Linked DNA regions of Mus musculus: all the other regions are linked to region 3. The links are chromatin contacts, called in public promoter capture Hi-C maps. All regions are on one chromosome and are shown on one strand. Each heading gives the region's core, a stretch centred on a gene start, on an enhancer-like site or on the middle of the called end of the contact. The rest is flanking DNA. Distances are from core to core; before and after follow the strand shown. Region 1 holds the start of Fkbp1a (FK506 binding protein 1a). Region 2 holds the start of Abhd12 (abhydrolase domain containing 12). Region 3 holds the start of Xrn2 (5'-3' exoribonuclease 2).

What was found. Promoter capture Hi-C pulls out the DNA fragments that hold promoters and counts their contacts.
Region 1: a contact with region 3 is called in a promoter capture Hi-C map of pre-B cells. The contact joins the promoter of Fkbp1a here to the promoter of Xrn2 in region 3. A contact is called at or near these places in 2 of 39 promoter capture datasets (cranial neural crest and pre-B cells).
Region 2: a promoter capture Hi-C map of pre-B cells shows a contact between it and region 3. The contact joins the promoter of Abhd12 here to the promoter of Xrn2 in region 3. A contact is called at or near these places in 2 of 39 promoter capture datasets (liver and pre-B cells).

Annotation. Positions count from the first base shown.
Region 1 is chr2:151,540,073-151,544,009 of GRCm38.p6, reverse strand. Fkbp1a (FK506 binding protein 1a) reads right to left here and starts at 1,527. Exons shown (of 5, transcript NM_008019.3): 1 at 1,266-1,527; 2 at 1,145-1,192. The coding sequence starts at 1,302. It overlaps Gm14167 (predicted gene 14167), which reads left to right and starts at 1,539. Exons shown (of 3, transcript NR_166213.1): 1 at 1,539-1,757; 2 at 2,406-2,587; 3 at 3,125-3,284.
Region 2 is chr2:150,903,148-150,907,273 of GRCm38.p6, reverse strand. It overlaps Abhd12 (abhydrolase domain containing 12), which reads left to right and starts at 2,543. Exons shown (of 13, transcript NM_024465.3): 1 at 2,543-2,917. The coding sequence starts at 2,727.
Region 3 is chr2:147,010,584-147,014,585 of GRCm38.p6, reverse strand. It overlaps Xrn2 (5'-3' exoribonuclease 2), which reads right to left and starts at 1,587. Exons shown (of 30, transcript NM_011917.3): 1 at 1,390-1,587. The coding sequence starts at 1,464.

The sequences.
Region 1 (3,937 bases), core at 278-2,777, 4.5 Mb before region 3:
CTCAAGAAGTCATAGAAGTAAGGGGGCACAGAGAGGAGGATGTGAGCGGGCTGTCTTGTCTTCCCTTCCCTGTAAGTCATTTCCCTCAAGATCGGGATCCTCCCCTGATTAGGGAGAGAAAGGCAACTTGAGCCAGAACAGCTTGGCCAGATCAGGCAGGAAAAAAAAAAAAAGGTGGGGGTGGTGACAGTGGAGGGGAGCAGGGAGAAGCAGACGAAACAGAGGAAGGATGGGGAGGGGGACAAAGGAAAGGGTGGGAAAGGGAAGGAGGGGGAGGGAAGCCGATTCATATCAGCTGTGGCTACACCACTCTGCCTAGCTATGAAGGCACAGTCAGCTCCCCCTCCCCCTCCCCAACCCAGGAAGACCTTGTAAGGGCATGGAGTAAAAAATGGTCCCAGGGCCAGCAGTCTTGATGCTTCAATTCTGGCTGAGTATGCGCGTCTTTAAAATCTCCTTTGACTTAGTTACTGTGCACTGCATTCACGACCCCCCAGTTTCCTTTATCTTTAAAAATGGGGGTGAGAAAGTCTCTACTCCCAGAAAGGGGAAAGGAAAATGTTATGGTATACATCCTTTGGTCTGGAAATCACTGCCATGGAGGCTGAGATTTGCAAGTGGGTCAAAGAGAAATAGACATTGCATTATCTATTTCTGAGAGGGCACGTGAAGCCACAATAATGACTTCGCAAGTGGGTCGTTTCCCACCCGCCCCAGAAAGGTGAATTCAAGGGTTTCCCTGGGAAAGGGTGGCTGGGCAGACTAGGAATTTTCTCCCCTTCTATCTACTGAAGGAAGAATCCCGACGCACGAAGAAGGCATCAAGCCATCGGGGTTCAGAAACGGTTCAAATCTTCCCGAAGGGTCCCTGGCCGGGAGCGTGTGACCTCCGCCAGGCGATGAGTTCGCCCCAGCCTCAGTTTCTACGGTTGGACAGTAGGCTCCCTGCGGCATCCGGGGCCGCACACCGTTCAGGGCGGACGAGACTGCGCCAACCCCATGTCCCGTTCGGCGCGGCGGGCCCAGCCTGTCCCTCGGGGCATGGCCACCGCCCAGGCCTCGGCCGCCGGCCACGCGGCCACCACGCCCCGACTCCCCAGCCGCCGCCCCTCCCGCCCGGCCCCACCCGGCCGGTCCGACTCACCCGTGTAGTGCACCACGCAGGTCTGGCCGCGCTTTGGGAAGGTGCGCCCTGAGGAGAGACAAGACTGCAGGTGAGTGGCTGCGAGCGGCGGCCGGGAAACGGGCGGCGGGTGTCTACTCACCGTCTCCAGGAGAGATGGTCTCCACCTGCACTCCCATGGCGGCGGCGGCGGCGGCGGCGTTGGCGGAGGAGGAGGAAAAGGACGCGGGTGGCGGCGCGACGGGCGGCGTGGAGCCGGAGCGGACCTGGCGGCGGTTCAGAGGTTCGGCTTCGTCCCTCTCGTGGCTCCTGCGCACGCGCACCGCACCGCACGGCACGCCCCGCCCTATTTGCGCGAGGCGCTCACATCCCTGAAGCGGGGCAGCTAGGCGGAGGGACCGGAAGTCCGGAGGCCACAGACCCCCGGATGCAGCTGCGGCGGAAGGCGCGTCCTGTTGGCTACTCCCGGTTTTCCTCTGCGTTTCTCCGCCTCGGAGACGCCGCAGTAATAACGGGCCCACCAGCTACTGACGAGCTCACTCAGAGATGCTTTACTTGCGCACACCTAACTAATTGCCCTGTAAGGACGATAGCTGTGAGTAGGCCTTGTACCTGTGGAACCAAGGAAACGTCTGTAAGTGGCCCTAGGTTCCGAGCTCCTTCTTGGAAGAGTCAGTATTAACACTAGCCTGCGTGAAAGCCCACTCTTCCACGAATACGTATATATTAAATATATGGAAATAGAGAGGGGAGTGGTGGCGCACGACTTTAATCCCAGCCCTGGTGTAGTCTACAGAGCGAGTTCCAGAGCAGCAAGGGAAGATAACCCCTGTCTCAAACAAACAAAAAGAAAAAAGTCATATATGTATGTATGGGGCTCTTGTGAGTTTTGCTTGAATACCTTCAGTACTTTAAAGAATAAAAACTTAATGGGCTGGAAAGATGGCTCGGGTGTTAAAAGCACTGGCTGCTCTTCCTGAGTTCAATTCCCACACCCACACGGCAGTTCACAACTATCTGTTACCTCCAGTTCCAGGGAATCATATACTCGGTGTACAGATGGATACATAGACAGAACACTCATTCACATAAAATAAAACTGCCAGGGTTGCTGGTGCAGACCTGTAACCCCAGTGCTGAGGATAGGAACACAGTCAGTCTAGCCTATTCAGTGAGCTCCAGGCCAGTGAGAAACCTTGTATTAAAAGAGGTAGACAGAGACCATAGAGACCACGTTCCCAAAGACCACGTGTCCAGCTGAACCAATCTGCCTCCATCTTAGGCTGAATTCAGAAATTCAGAAGCTGGATCCTGCCCTCTGGCCCTCTGGGACTGAGGAATTGTACCTTAGGGGTGCACACCTTGGAGAAAGCACACACCTCCAGTTTGTTGGACAGCAGGATCAAAAACCAACCCACCAACACCTTAAAAACATATGTATTTATTTTATGGAGGCATCCTCTGGTAAGTCATAGAAACTTTTAATGTTTTTTTTTTTGGTGACATCTGGTTTCTGGTTCTGTCAGATCCCAATCTAGGGACTATAAACTGCTCCAGAGGCGATCTACACCACAACAGCTCCACAAACAAAACCAAAAAGTCCTGGACTTGCTGAAAGTTGATATAAATCAGTCTAGTCGATGTGATACTTCCTGTCTCTTCATCTGGGTCAGCAAACCAGCTTCGGATGAATACCTCACTACCCTAGCCCACCCTGGCCTTTGGGTAATACCCCAGCCTTACTGGGCTCTAACAGTGGCATCCTAATTTTTGCAGGAAGTAGGTTTAGAGGAGAATACATCTCTTGTTCTCAACAAAGGGTCGGAATATTAGGTCTAATGGAACTAACTCCCTGGCAAAGGAGACAAAATAAGTACTTAAAGAACTTATTGGCATACCAAGATTATGTGGCCTTAAAATATTGGTTTTATCTATGCTAACCAAACAGGTATAATTTATGATTTCATCATTTGATATGCTCCAAATTTTGTTTTCACCCAGATAAAGAATGCTAAGACCTTACCAAAGATTTCACAGGGACACAGAAGACAAGCAGGGAATGAAGATCCAGCCTGCAACCATCTTAGGCTTAAAAGCCATCTTATCATAAAGACAAAGGAGGTCCATTCCTATTTATGATTAAACTTCTGTTTTTCAAGGATTGGGCTATGACTCACCTGTAATCTTAACTACAAATAGTTCAGTACTGCCTGTTCCAGGAATGGCAGTCATGTCTTTGTTTCAAAGAATTGTTTATAACCATCTTGTTTCAAAAGATTATATGACCACCTTGTTATGACTATGACTACCTTGTTACTCCCATCTTGCAACCATGTCTTTGTTTCAAGAGATCATGAGGGCTGACTTGTTTGCTCTGGTCCTATAACTCCACATATTTTGCCCATCAAATCCCCCATCTGGAAATTCCCTACCCCTGAGCTATGAAAGCCTTATTTTTCCTCACATCCAATCTCAAACTCTGCCTTGGGGAGAGGCAGCCTTTATAAACAAACAAAAAAGCCTGCTTTAATTCTCCTCCCATCTTTTGGATTAACACAACCTCCACACATAGGCATACACACAAATTTGCACGTACATATGTACTCACACAATAAATATAAAAGAGTTTCAACTATATTTCACAGTATCTAAATCTAGATGATCCTTCATTTCATTCTGAGAAAGCTCTCCTTTTGCTAGTTTGAATTGGACTTTCTGCTACTTACAGCTAATAGATTCTTGGCTTATATAATATCCCAACTCATAGATCTTGACCTTGAAGGCCACCCTTGCTGGTCTTTCAGCTGCTTGAAG
Region 2 (4,126 bases), core at 1,294-3,793, 3.9 Mb before region 3:
TTTCAATTTCAGCTAGGAGGTGAGTCTTTTATTGACCTTTAGACTTCTTTACTTTTAAAATGGGAACAGTAGAATACCCATGCGCAGCCTTGATGATTCTATCTTTCCTTCAGCAAATATTTATGAAGTGTGTACTATGAGCCAAGCATTGGTCCGGATACTGAAGATAATGCAGTAAACAAGGTCCTTTCTTGGAGTCTATCTTGCAGTGTGGAAAACATCAATACAGATAAAGATGTATCAATGTCAAGTATTTTGGTGCTACGCACTAGCCAGGATAAACCCAGAAAGGTGAACGCAGCAAAAATGAGAAGGTCTGAGAGTTCTGAGTAAGTGTTCGGCAAACATAACTCTCATAGGGCAGGGGTGTAACTCTGTAGATAGTAGGCTTTAGGAAGGCAGGGTTTTTCAACAAGAATCAAAGTGTAAAGGTCTTGGGGAGGGGCTGTGTAGCTTTGTGAAGGACCATGAGAGAGGCAGTGATCCTGGGAGAAGTTTGATCCTGAGAAGTGGGGCTGGAGCTCTGTCAGGTAGGCTATTGTAGAGCCTTTTGGATACAAGCTTCCAGTTTTGAGAGAGGTGGGAACCAACCAAAGGGTTTTTAGTGACAGATTCAGTTCTGTGGCAGATGTTAGACAGAAGGAAGCAAAACAAAAGTGAAGGCAAGAGGCCTCTTAGACCTTTAAGGAAATCCAAGTGAGGAATGATGGCTGTTTGTTTGGTCCAAGGTGGGGATTGGTGGAGGAGATAGGAACTGGTTAGAGGCTGGATTTTTGATACAGGGCTGATGTAAAACTTGATGACGGGTGTGGTGTCATAAAAAAAGAAAAAAAAAAGGAAAAATCAAGGATGAAACCAGAGTCTTGACTCCAAGAAAGCCAAGGATGGAGTTCCCATTCATTTCTTGGGAGGGAAAGGGGATGAGCTAGGAGGGTTGAGTGCCTATTAGACGTCAACAAGAAGTAGAACATTTGATAAAGAGCCTTAGATCTAGAAAGGGTATGACCCAGAGATACAATGGGAGCGTACCCAGTGTGGAAGCATATTTAAACATTAGGAGACCAAGAGATAAGGATCATATTGACAAAATCTAGCTCTACACCCTCTCTGTCTCCTCCCTCCAGTTCTTCCCCTCCTCCTCTTCTTCCTCCTCCCCCCCCCCTCCTCTGTATAATGGAACCCCAATCCTCAGGTATACTGAGGAAATGCTATCACTGAGCTATATTCAGCTCTTTTTATTTGTGTTATTTTGAGACAGAAGCCGCTAAATTGCCTGGGTTGGCCTCCAATCTGCAACCCTCCTGATGTCAGCTTCTGTAATAACTTCAGGCATGTCCTACCAGGGCTATTTGTTCTTTTGTTTTTCTATAAAGATTTTATGACTGATAGGTCAAAACTATCTTTAAGCATTTAATTTCCTTTTTGAATATTCAAATCTATAGTACTATTTTGTTGATGTTTTAAAGACTGTAGATATTCATACAGTATGAACATAGGTTATAATATAGCAAAAATGGTAAAGAAATTCTTGAATTGCAAGTTGTAACTATCATTACAAAGGCAACAACATAATCCATTACATTTCTAAGTTCCTATTAAATCTTTATCAGTTGCCAATATTTTTCAAACTGATTACATGCATGTTGAAATTACAAAAGTAACTCATTAGTAAAATGCATGCTATATCAAACAAAACAAAAACTATTAAAAGCTACAACGTGTCCTTTCATTTTTTTTCAGGTGGATTGAATTATTAAATTTGGATGTCAGAGTGCAAATTCCTCTTTGAAACGGATTTCCTTGCCTTCTTACCAGTCCTAATCGTTCTTATGAAGATCCAAACTTTAATAGAAGACTTCAAAGCATACGCAGGCAGTTCATTTTCTTACATTCAGCGAAAGAAAAAGTGAATATATGGGAGGCAGAGGCAGGCGGATTTCTCAGTTCGAGGCCAGCCTGGTCTACAAAGTAAGTTCCAGGACAGCCAGGGCTACACAGAGAAACCCTGACTCGAAAAGACAAAAAAAAAAAAAAAAAAGTAAATATAAACTTGTTTAAACAATACATTAGCTACTGGAGTCTCTCTCTCTCTGTAAAGCTTTTTTGTTGAGTATATCAAATCTAGAGAACATCTGGGGCTCTAGCTTTTTAGGGGCGCCAAATGCCCTAAAGAGGGAGTAGAGAGAGCCTATTTTGCCCAGCAAACGGAGCTAGTGCCCTCAAGGACTCCCTAGCACCCTCCCCATTCGGACCACTTAGATCTTAGATAGGGCCTGCCTCAGTTCGTAGGCAGAGGGCACCTGAGTTGCACCTAAAGCAACCCAGCAGGAGAATCCAAACTGGCCCTAATCCGTTTCGTAAACGCACTAAGACCCTTCAGACTAGCCCTGCCCTGAAAATGACCCGCAGTTTCAGCTTATTCCGCCCTTCTCCAAGATGGCTGTGGCTGGCGCTGGGGATGCTGGGCGCGCTGCTTGTGAAGCGGAGCTGCCGGGGGCGTGTCTGGGGCGGGGCTTCCTGGACTCGTGCGCTGATTGGCCGCGGTGGCCGACCGGCCTCCGGCGCTGGTCCATAGCGGGCGCCGCGGCCTGGGGCTGGGATGTGACCCGCAGTGGGCTCCCGGCTCCGGGTGGTGACGGCTGTGAGCGGCGGCGACTGCAGCGAGGTCGGCGCAGGCGGGCGGGCGAAACCAGGGCGCCGAGAGCTGCTGCCGACAGGGCCGCGGGATGAGGAAGCGGACCGAGCCCGTCACCTTGGAGCATGAGCGCTGCGCCGCCTCAGGCTCGTCCTCCTCCGGCTCGGCCGCCGCGGCGCTGGACGCCGACTGCAGCTTGAAGCAGAACCTGCGTCTGGCGGGCAAGGGGACGGCAGAGCCGCACAGCGCATCCGACGCGGGCATGAAGCGGGCGCTGGGCAGGTGAGATGCGGTGCAGACACGCGCGGGCCCCTCACCTGGAGGGCAGGTAGTCCCAGGCTCCCACCTTCAGAGATCTGCTGCGGGAGCATCACACGGTTCCATCCTCCCGGCGTCCTCTTCGACCCTTCTAAAGACTACCTCCCCTCGTCTGGCCCGCAGGGACCGTCCAACCCCATTCTTTCCTCCAAACATCTGCCTCTGGAGCTCTCCTTCAACCCCCATCTCACCCTCCCACCCCCTCCACGAGCTGCTCACTAACCCACCCAGCACCCTGGCTGGCATCCTTATCAGGTTAGCCTGCAGAGATACTTAGTGGTTGAGTCCATAGTAATCAGGGGCCCAGTATTCCTGACTGGCTCTGGAAAGAGTCTCCCGAGGAGTTTGAAAGGCTGCCCTTAAGAAGAGGACCACGCAGGGTGAACGGCAAGACCAAAGACCCTGCAAGTGCTCTTAGCCAGTTCACCTGCTTTGCCTTGACCGTATATGGAGCTCAGTAGCAACTCTCCTGTCTGGTCCTTCCCTTCGCTAGCTAATCGCAGGTCAGAGCTGCATTCACCGACCCCCTTTCAAGGGTTAAGCCGTTTTCAGAATCCAAAGGAAAGGATGGATGGATGCATCCATTCTCAGCTGTTGGAGAGAACTGGTGGTTGTCTATGCAGGTAGTTAGTTACAAAGCACTTGAAATCTGCACAGGAATTGGTCATTGAAAATTACTCTGTAAGGTCCTGGAATCTTCTGGGATTGGTCGGTGAGTTAGACTTGCATCCTTCTTTTAGGATGGAGAAGAGGCAGTTATGTAAAGCTGATCTCAAAATTGAGTAGCCTGTTTTATATAGGAATAGGTTTCTTTCCCTCTATCTGGTTTCTTAATTTGATAGTTTGTAGACTATTATCTCTGTTGGCAGTTTTGAAGCCTTGATAGTGTATGACCAGAAATATTAGTTTGCAATGTTCCTAAGTCAGGAGTTGTAGCAGTCATTTCTTTTTGCATCAATTGATCGTTTGTTGTATATGTTAAACATTTACCCAAGAAAGAAAATCAGAGCTTGAAGCTCTGTGCTTAAAAGATCATGAACTTCAACTACCGAGATCTTTAAGTCAGTGATTCTCCATCTTGCAGAAAGACCAGAACTGGCTGTTTGTAGGTAAAATTTACTACCAGAGCGTGGGTGAGATTGCTGATCTGGGGAAGGCTCCTGCCATCAGGCC
Region 3 (4,002 bases), core at 338-2,837:
AACACTGCTTCTATCGAAGCTTGTATGGTCAAAGGTTTGACAATCTTGAATGAGAACTAAAATGTACAGGGGAACCAAAAAGTTAAACAGCTGGGGGGGGGGGTGCGGGGAAATAACATCAATCTTAGAAATAGAAATGATACTTTGTATAGGCGATAGAATTTTTGTTTGTTTTGCAAGAGGGTCTCATTACGTAAGCCTTGGTTTGCTTTGAACTCTGTGTATATCTGGCTGACCTCCAAAACTCAAGCCTACCTCTCTCCCAAGTGCTGGGAGTAAAAGTATGTGCCACGCCTTGGCCCGATATACGTTTAAACGAGTTCTCCGTTAAATTACAAATTTTACCGTCAGATTTATGGATTAGCATTAGAAAAACTGGGGTGGTGGTGAATAAATAGCTAATTCCTCTTCTACCCAAAATTAGATAGACCTAAAACCGATAAATCAAACTTAACCATATTAAGAGACACAACCAAAACAGTTCAAAGTGTCTGTTACGAAAAAGTGGCTCTCCCTTTGGAAGACCCCCCCCCCCCAGGAGAACACAATGTTTATAAAGAAATAATGGTTCAGCTTAGCAATTTGTCTTTGGAGAACACAAAAATATACTAGGATTGTCACCAAAACAAAGCTTTTGGTTTCTTCTAAGACAGGAAGTGAGAAAGTAAATAACTTCAGCGGGAGAAATAGGTTCTTGGAGAGAGGCGGTTCTAAAGCCGAAAGTGGGAGGGGACACATGTGCCCGGAACTTTTCCAATCCAGAAATTCTAACTTAGAGTACAAAGTCGAACTCGACAGAATTACGCGAACGACAAAAGCAACACTCACGAATCGGAACGACTTAAAAGTCTGCCTGTAAACTAGCAAACTAACGGAGGCAGGAAGTGAAACACAGCGAGCTGCCCGGCATTCGTACAGCAAAGCCCGCCAGGGAGAAAGAGCGCTCCCCTAGCCTAGTCCTTCGTAACTAGCTGCTGCCCGCGCACGCTTAACTGCAACAAATGGCCAGGCTCGGGTGGAAAACAAGCGATCCAGCCAACGGGAACTCCGGGCTCAAGACAGTGGACCAACCAGCGGTCCCTACCCTGCCAACCTTGCTGCCCGCGCTAGGGGGGCTGACTAGCCTGGGCGCCCTTTGGAGCTCAGTGAGCGGCGCGGAGGGAACAAAGCCGTGGGCGGAGCCTGGGGTGCCCCGCTTCGCAGGCGGGGGAGGAGCCGCCCAAGCCCCCAAAGCCCCCTACTCGCCCTCGCTCCGCCCAGACCGCCTCCGGAACCGCGAACCCGCGAAGCGGCCCGTGAGGCAGCTTGGGGCGGGCGCCCATCCCCGAGGGCCTCGGCCTAGACCTGCCACGCCGGGTCCCCACTCCGGCGTACTGGCCGCCTCCTCACCTTCTCCTCCACGCAGTTGACAATGATGGACGGGTACTTGCGGCTGAGCCAGCGGAAGAACGCCGGGACTCCCATGACCAGCGGGCAGCTCGAAACAGCAGCCGGGCCAGCGGGAGAGTGTAACCAACGAGACTAGCAGGAGCGGCAGCCGCGGGCACCAGCACTTCCTCCCACGTGCGTTCAGCGGCCGGAAGTTACGTCATACCACCACCGCGGGGGATGCAGGGAAAGGAGCTCGGTTAAGTGGAAGTTCATTTAGACTGCCGGAGTGGAGGCCCGGCTGGGCGAGCTGTAGACCTGGCTCGCCGCGTTCTCTGGTAAAGCCTTTGAGAGCCGACTCCTGGCGGATGCCTTCTCCGGCAATCCAGCCAAGAGCGCCGGCCACATTAGGCCCGCAGCCGCAAAGTCCTTGTGTGGCCGAGACTTTGGAAAGGCGTGGCCTATCTTACTTCCTTTCTCACAATCAGTCTTGAGCTGAATAGAAGCATCTACACTCTAGTTTCCATTTCCTGGTTTCTCTCATTTCTATGCTGCTGTGCCTGGCCGAACTATGAAAAAGCATCCTCAAGTGTTTTGCAATTTTTTTTTAAAATCTGCTTTGCATAAGCAACTTTTTAAAAATATGTTTAAGATTTATTTTTAGTTACGCAATGTGTGTATATGTACATGTGGCTTTGTGAACGAGTGCTGGTACCTGTGGAGGCCAGAGGTTTCAAATCCCCTGGAGCTGGAGTTACAAACAGCAGTATTCAGCCTGCTGTGGCTGCCAGCAATCAAACTCTACTTTGGAAAAACAGCATGAACGCTTTACTGCTGAGCCATCTCTCAGCCCAACGAGGTCACTTTAAACAGTTGCAGAGTCTAGCCAAAATTTGCTAATATCACGTTCTAGCATTTATTGAGTACCTGTGATGTGCTTAGGCAAGGAACTAAAGAATTTTCTTATTTAATCACCAGTTGAGCCTTCTGTGCTGGCTGGCCGTGTCATTTGGGTGACTCCAGTGTAAAAAATATTCTCCAAACAGAAAAAGCAGTTTATTAGATTACGTGCATGCAGCAGGCAGGAAAGTAAAAAGCTAAAAGGGGCTTGTTTTGAGGAAGCCTGTTTCTATGTGGGCAGTAACAGCCTGGCCTTGAGGCAGTGATTGTTTGCCTGAGTCAGGCACAGTGTAACAACTCCACCCATCCTGTGGTCTTGCTCTACCGTTTTTGGGGGGGGTTTGGTTTTTTGTTTTTGTAACACAGATAACGGGTTATCAAAGAGCTAAATTGCTTGCTTATTCATACTGCTTGTATTTCACTTTAACCAAGGGTCATTTAATCCTCTGTTCTCAACCAACATGATATTTGTATCCCTTCTTTTCTGGTGGCTTCAAATGTACCCTGTCATATCCCCCATCCCACCTGCAGCATATGAAAGAAGTCTAGAAAGAGGAGGGAGGTATCTGCCCATTTGCTCAAGCTTGAAAGTCTCTTCCCTGAATCCCCCCTAGGCCTGACAAATCACAATCACAAAGGCTCACCTTAAGAGACCTCTAAAGTGTTTCTCTGCTGCTTGTCAGGCAGTAAAGGTTGCCCCTTCCTCAATGGTTTAATGACTTCATTTAAATGCTAATGTAGAGGTAACTTAAATGCTTAGAGAGGTAGCTAGCCTATGTTTAGTTTTAGAATAGTGTATATATACACATATGTGTGTGTACACGTATATGTGTTTGTGTGTGTGTGTTTAAGAATATTATTTGGAAATAGCCCCTTCTTAAGAGTTTGTGTCCTCTGGGATGTGCTATGTTCTTTTTTTTTTTTTTTTTTTTTTTGGTTTTTCGAGACAGGGTTTCTCTGTATAGCCCTGGCTGTCCTGGAGCTCACTTTGTAGACCAGGCTGGCCTCGAACTCCAGAAATCCGCCTGCCTCTGCCTCCCGAGTGCTGGGATTAAAGGCGTGCGCCACCACGCCCGGCTGTGCTATGTTCTTATATGAACACAAATTCATAGGCAGTTGGATAGGAGCAGGCAGCTTGCTACATTGAGCCCCTCCCCCAGAGTCCATCACAAGTGGTTTTGAACTTTGAAATGTAAAAAGAAGGCAAAGCTGCATAAAATGATAAGCACCGAAACTTCCTAGTCTGGCAAAGAGGCCACACACCAGTAATCCTAGCACTAAAACGGCTGAAGAGGCAGGAGAGTAGCCTGGGTCAAAAAACAAAGGAAATATACAGGAACATGCTAGTCTACAGTGTTAGGCTGGAACCCCTGGTCATCCCTCTGCACAAGCTGGGAAACCCTATTTGCCCTCCTTCCCCACCTCTAGCCCCTGCCACTCAGAAAAAATTCCCCCACCTACTTGGAAAGAACTCCCAGCTAACAGGTCACCATGCCTTGTCTCCATGTTTCCCACAACGCACCCAAGAGTGCCTGCCCAGAGACTCAGTTTTTGACCATATGTAGACACAATCCCAGCTCCTAGTTCACACCCTGAGCCCAAGACTCAGAAATGCCCCTGCTTCTAGCCTAGCTGTTTGACTTCACTGACCTCCACCTATGAGACCAGTGAACCCACCTGAGAGCTGCCTCCTAATAAGCCTGCCTTTAACTACTTTGCATGTGGTCTAATCTG